Linked DNA regions of Bicyclus anynana: region 2 is linked to region 1. A link is a contact called in public Hi-C data. All regions are on one chromosome and are shown on one strand. Each heading gives the region's core, a stretch centred on a gene start, on an enhancer-like site or on the middle of the called end of the contact. The rest is flanking DNA. Distances are from core to core; before and after follow the strand shown.

Region 1 (2,993 bases), core at 214-2,713:
CTCCCGGCGGTTACGCGCGGGCTGGGGGGCGTGTAGCGATGCATGAAAAACCCACGACCGATGCGCGCACGATTTCACACCCGCACAGCCTTTCCCCCTGTCGCCCGCATATCATGGGAGTGTTCTCAACGAACTTGCCAGACTATAGTCTTATCTCAAATCATATCGGCCCACTACAGAATAATACAAATAACTTTCTATGAGTAACATAAGTAATTTTCCAAAACTACAACCATAATGTAATTCCACTTTGTGTTATTTACAGAAGTTACAGCTTAACTTCGGCATGAGCCAGTAAAGTGTAAACTTGTTTACATTATAAAAGCAAACAAAAAATCCAAAAATGTTAATGCCGCACGGTTTGCACGTTGCGTACCAAGATGTTATGACTGGAAAATGATGTGTGGGCGCGACAAGGAGCCGAGCAAAATAGAATGAAAGCCTGTGATAGTCAGACATTCCTCTTTTTTCCTCGTCGAAACTGAGGCAGACAAAGTGGCTAATTGTCTTCAACAAGTAGTACCTAATAAATATTGTCTACATTGTCGAGCTGTGTGTTCAAGAAGTGTAAAGAGTATATTAAATATAATTATATTATAAATAAACATAAAATTGTGCCTGTGTGCGCTAAGTGAAGTACTAAATTCGGATTACTTTTTGCGGCGATGTTCAAGGCACGTAACATAATATCTAATAGTAGAAATACTATGGATGGCTTTGAAAGGTATCAAGGATCAAAGATCATCAACTGCCCAATTATAAAATATAATGTTTTGATATTTTCTACCGTATATCATAAGGAATCATGACTCCAGTCGACAACCCTTTAATACAGACTGTTTAAGTTTGATATTTTGAGGGTGTTATTTGAAAGGTTGCCATGAAGTAGCTGGCGATTGGGGACATGATTTCTCATATTATGGCCAGGAAAATATAAACAATTATACTTTAATTAATGATTGAAGCCTTTGAAATTTGCTACCTTCTAAGGCCACCACAGTCCAAACTCGTCTATGAGCTATCGCACTAACTTATGTTCGAGGCATTTTTTTTAGTCCTTTACAAGTCAGTCCCTGACTACAATCTCTCCTGATGGTAAGTGATGATGCTGTCTTAGATGAACGCTAACTTGTTAGGAGGATGAAAATCCACACCCCCTTTACACGATATCGTACCGGAAGGCTAAATCGCTTGGCAGTACGTCTTTTTCGGTAGGGCGGTAACTAGCCACGACCGAAGCCTCCCACAAGCCAGATCTGGACCAATTGAGAGAAAACCTCAATCGAACCCAGGACATCCGGCTTATAAATCCACTGCGCCACGAAGGCCGTCAATATGATATTACAGGCTGATAAGCCTACATAAAATAAGGTATCTTAGGTGGGTAGGTCTGGCTATCGCAGTCCAAAAGGCAAGTCGATATAAAATCCACACTAGGCCTCCGCCTTGTAAACGAGGAGAGGAACTGTATGGGACGCATAAAAACAGCGAACCTTCACGTTCAGCGAACTGAAATGACGTGGTACTATGTAAGGCACTCAACGGGCATAAAATTTTGCTCGCGGTCGTAAAAAGTCTTCCGAGGCAACAGCCGTGACGCAGCGCGTTCAAGAGCTACTCGTTTGTTAAGATAACTCGAAAACGTCCTTTTCGTTAGCGAATATAATTTAAAAAAAATATATATATTTTAAAAACACACCTTGTTTTGAAACTCTTAACATGTAGTAGTGCCTACGAATGAGTGTGGGCTCATTTGCAAGTCAAGCTTGGGCTTGTCTAGGTTTTCTTTTTTGTTTATTTTAGGAGCTTATTTAGCCTCCTTCCGAAACTATCAACAAACCTCATGGTACCATATCATTGCGTTGTCAGTTGTCATATATTAGATCAATTTATAAAAACTTAAACGCTTGCTCGTTCAAATATATATTATACTATAGCTACTTGGTTAAATATTTATTGTAAAAAGTAATCACCTGTACCTTTACAACGGTTTGAATATCAAAAATGGGTTTCCGTAGATGATTACGTACCTGAAAAAAAGGAATTTCACAATTAAAACAAATTACATTAATATACATTTATATACTACATATAAAATATGTATTTATAATATATAATGTACACTTAGAACATGGGCTCCCATCACAGAAATAACGACGACACGACACACAGCCGATTACCACAATAAATTTGACGAAGGCAAGCAGTCCCAAAGTAAAGGAAATTCATACCGCTTGGTACAAACTCTGATTTTTCATACATCCAATATCCATACATACTCGTATATGTATTTTCATTACAAAAATAAATATGTATGTATTGCATAGATTTTTAAAAGGTAACCCTGAGGGAATCGGGCTGTGTGGACCCCTCACCGCTGCTACCCACCGCGCCACGCGGCCTTCTTGATGCATGCCAGGATGTTTATCATAGCACGAGTACAGAAGGCGCGATCATTCCGCAATACGCGTGCTTAGTATTCTGGGGTTTGTGTTGACACCGTGCTGGGTAGCTTGGGTAGCAGCGTCCTCTACAGTCGATTGTGAGCAACGAAACAATCTTGGGCAATCACGACATAATTTGATGTTACTAAACTTTTTTATATAAGATAGTTGATATATGATAGTCAAATTTTATGTAAATAATTTCGTGGAACATGTTGCTATCTACATGCAAGCACGCATCAAAGTATCACTTATAATATAGCGCTAGCTAATAACAGAAGGAAATGCCTTTTACTATTATTTATTATGTTTCTGAAACAGTAATAATTCATGCAACAGTAACGCATTCAGGCTCGAACTTATTCCTTCATCGCGAGACGCGGTAGTGTAAATTATAATTAAAACAAATAAACAAGTAAGAATTATGAATACCCCAGGCGGTTCCCAAACATTGCAACGTTCAAACTTTAAACAAACCATGCCTGCACTTTGTGTAAAATGCATGCCACCCACGGCCAGATATACCCACATGCCAGCATGACGTCCGAT
Region 2 (2,993 bases), core at 127-2,626, 63 kb after region 1:
AAGTTATTTTATTTCTTTATTAATGTGTTTTTCGAAGGTTGAGGGTATGGACCCTTAAAACCTACTACCTTCCAAAGCCACCACAGTCATAACTCCTTAATTGGCTGCCTCACTTACCAACAGTAGTAGCATAGGCTGACAAAGTTTCAGCCTTCGTTAAATGAGGCATATGTGGCTATTGCAGGCTCTAAAACATTGTCAGGACAGGACTCAGTAATTTGGGCACGCACCGTACATTACAGACACGCATAAAATCGCTCTATCATTTCTCCGGAACCTTCCTACCCTCCAATTTCTTCCCATGAAAATGAGCTTTTCAGAAAATAATAATAAATAATCCCTAATTACTAAAATAAGTAGGTTATTAATTAACAACTCAAATAACTTCATGAATTCCTCCTTACAAAACAAACTCCTTGAAACAATTCCTCCTTAAATTACTGCTCTTTTAAATATAGGTAGGTAGGCATAGGAAGATATATTTCTTTTGTAGAAATCTTTATATGAAGGTAGGTAGGTAATCTATAAATTTTATAGAAACACATTTTAATTTAATTACCCATTCATCAAAATCCGCATAAAAAGAGAGACGTACCTATATACCAAGTATGTAAGTAGGTACCTAATGTAATATATGTAAATATTAAATATTTTTTTTCTAAATAATAATAATTATTAAATAGCAAATAATAAAAATCTGTATATTTAAGTACTTAAATAATACCTAGTACTTAACTACTAACTACATACAACCTACGTAAGTATGAAACTTTTGGGGCCACTCTGTAGAAAACGTGAAAGCTCGCAGTCTTATCAATCGAGTCTCACGAACTTTACTTTGGCTCATGCCCTTTAACCTAACCTATCATACTAACTAAATACATAGAGCAAAAGCATAATAAAAAAGCTTAATAAAGTTTCTTTTCCTTACCTGTCAGCAGGAGCAGAACCAGGCGCCGCATCTTGGAATCCTATTTACGTGTCTCTCACGCGTCAGGCAATTTACGAAGACGGTACAGCCATTTCATCAGACAAACCCGGTCAAGCCAATGTTTACGCGACTCAGCTGACGTCTTTACGTTCGCTAATCAACCACACACTTGCACTGCGGGTCCCGCACGCTGCAGTGTCAACGGCACAAGCTCGCGAGAAAAACTGGACACCCGGCGAAAGCTGGCCTTTCGAGCCGTTTGAAATGGCAGCAAAATCGCGTGCCGACAACAAATGGGGAAGTTATTCATTCATGATTTAAAACATCGCGTCCGAAAGCTGGTTGACAGATATGCACTGCGATGAAAACATTACACATGGCTCGAGCGGAGAGCTTCGCACGCGATCGTAGCGCTCGGCGGTCGACTCGCGAGTTGCGTGAGTGGGCCGGCTGCGGGGAGCGGGGCGCGCGCGCGGGGGCGGGGTACGCCTGCGCCGCACCTCACCGCACCACCACCAGTATTGACCGACGACGCCTCCTTCCCACATCGAACATCCTTAACTAGGCACTACGAATTCTCCTTTGAAGATTCCCCTAATTCCTCCCTCCGTTCTAGAGACGCCACGTGTAGAATTTACAGGCGTCTGAAGATTTCCCATTTTTCTTTTCAGTTGTCGAAATTTTCTTTTTCTCTTGCTTGAAGTGATATTTTTCTGTAATCAGTATTTGTTAAAAAAGGGTTATAGTAAAGTACAACTTAGACAATTTACTGCAAGTATTTTAATTTCTGAAGATTTTAATAATATTTTTTTTTACAATCTACCTACATAACAATAAGCTTAAGCCATGCCAGAACACCTCCGCGCTAATGGAAACAGACTCAATGACGAGAGGTTATATGTTCGAACCCCACCCGCTGGACTAATTGTCGTACCCACAGAACAGGAAAGGTTAAAGCTAACATGGTCATACCCAAGGGGCATAGCTACCGCCGTATCAATGATACGGTGCTCTAGAGTCTCTTTACATGTGAAATTAAAAATTAGTAAAATGTAATCCACACAATCTCACTTAATCTGGTGCTCCTCGGGAAAAAACTGTGGAGTTTTCACTTCAGAAATGACAAAAGTATAGTAAAAGTAAAGTAAAGTAAATCTAATCTAATTTTTCCCTGGTTAAGAGTGCGCCCCTAATTTGGAAACAGGGTTAAGTAACTGTCATAGGTATTTATTTTAAGCGAGCATTTTTATTTCTTTTGCGAGAAATCTTTACCCTTCATTTGGGCCATAATTAATGTTGCTATAAGGCCCAAGGCACGCTACGCCAATGTTAGGTACATTGGCGTATCTACCCTATCTATGCCTAGCACAGTATTTTCAACTTTTTTTTTATTATACAAGTTAGCCCTACAATCTCACATCTCACCTGATGGTAAGTGATGATGCAATCTAAGATAGAAGCGGGCTAACTTGTAACTTGTTAGGATGAAAATCCACACCCCTTTTGGTTTCTACACGACATCGTACCGGAAGGCTAAATCGCTTGGCGGTACGTCTTTGTCGGTAGGGTAGTAACGAGCCACGGCCAAGCCTCCCACCTGCCAGAACTGGACCAACTAAGAAAACCTCAATCGAACCTCCGTTAAGTAAATCCACCGCGCATACCACTGCGCCACGGAGGCCGTCAAATTGGAAGGATACGGGAATATTGGTCGTAAGACAAATAACGTAGGATTAGTTTACGTTTCATAGGTAGAGATAAATTCGTGGTAACTTTTTTTTAATAATAAATATGAAAATGTATGTAAATATTAATTTGAATACCTACACTTTCACGTTAAAATGTTACGTGCAAAATAACACCGAGTAATTAATGTAATTTGCGTAAATTATTTTGGAAAATGGAAAACTCAATCTTATATTTTCATACGCAACCGCCGCGTCCAAATTCAAATTAGGTATACCTAGGCTACCTACTTATATACCATCACGCCTCATTGCCATAGGGGTAGGCAAAGGTATGTACCGACATATATGCAAATAAGGTAGGTAAGTAGTTGGTC

What was found. A called contact is a pair of places that touch in the nucleus more often than the background predicts.
Region 2: a Hi-C map of whole larva shows a contact between it and region 1, with 3 times the contacts expected there. The contact joins the promoter of LOC112054731 here to the enhancer-like site in region 1. A contact is called at or near these places in 2 of 2 Hi-C or Micro-C datasets (whole body and whole larva).

Annotation. Positions count from the first base shown.
Region 1 is chr5:7,798,373-7,801,365 of ilBicAnyn1.1, forward strand. The region is part of intron 1 of LOC112054731 (transmembrane protein 132E); the gene reads right to left. Among protein-coding and RNA genes, the nearest start is that of LOC112054731, 63 kb to the right of the region's middle. Within about 2 kb of position 1,464, at least 4 of the 8 cell types and tissues checked have open chromatin away from gene starts, as enhancers often do.
Region 2 is chr5:7,861,740-7,864,732 of ilBicAnyn1.1, forward strand. LOC112054731 (transmembrane protein 132E) reads right to left here and starts at 1,377. Exons shown (of 21, transcript XM_052881784.1): 1 at 932-1,377. The coding sequence starts at 962.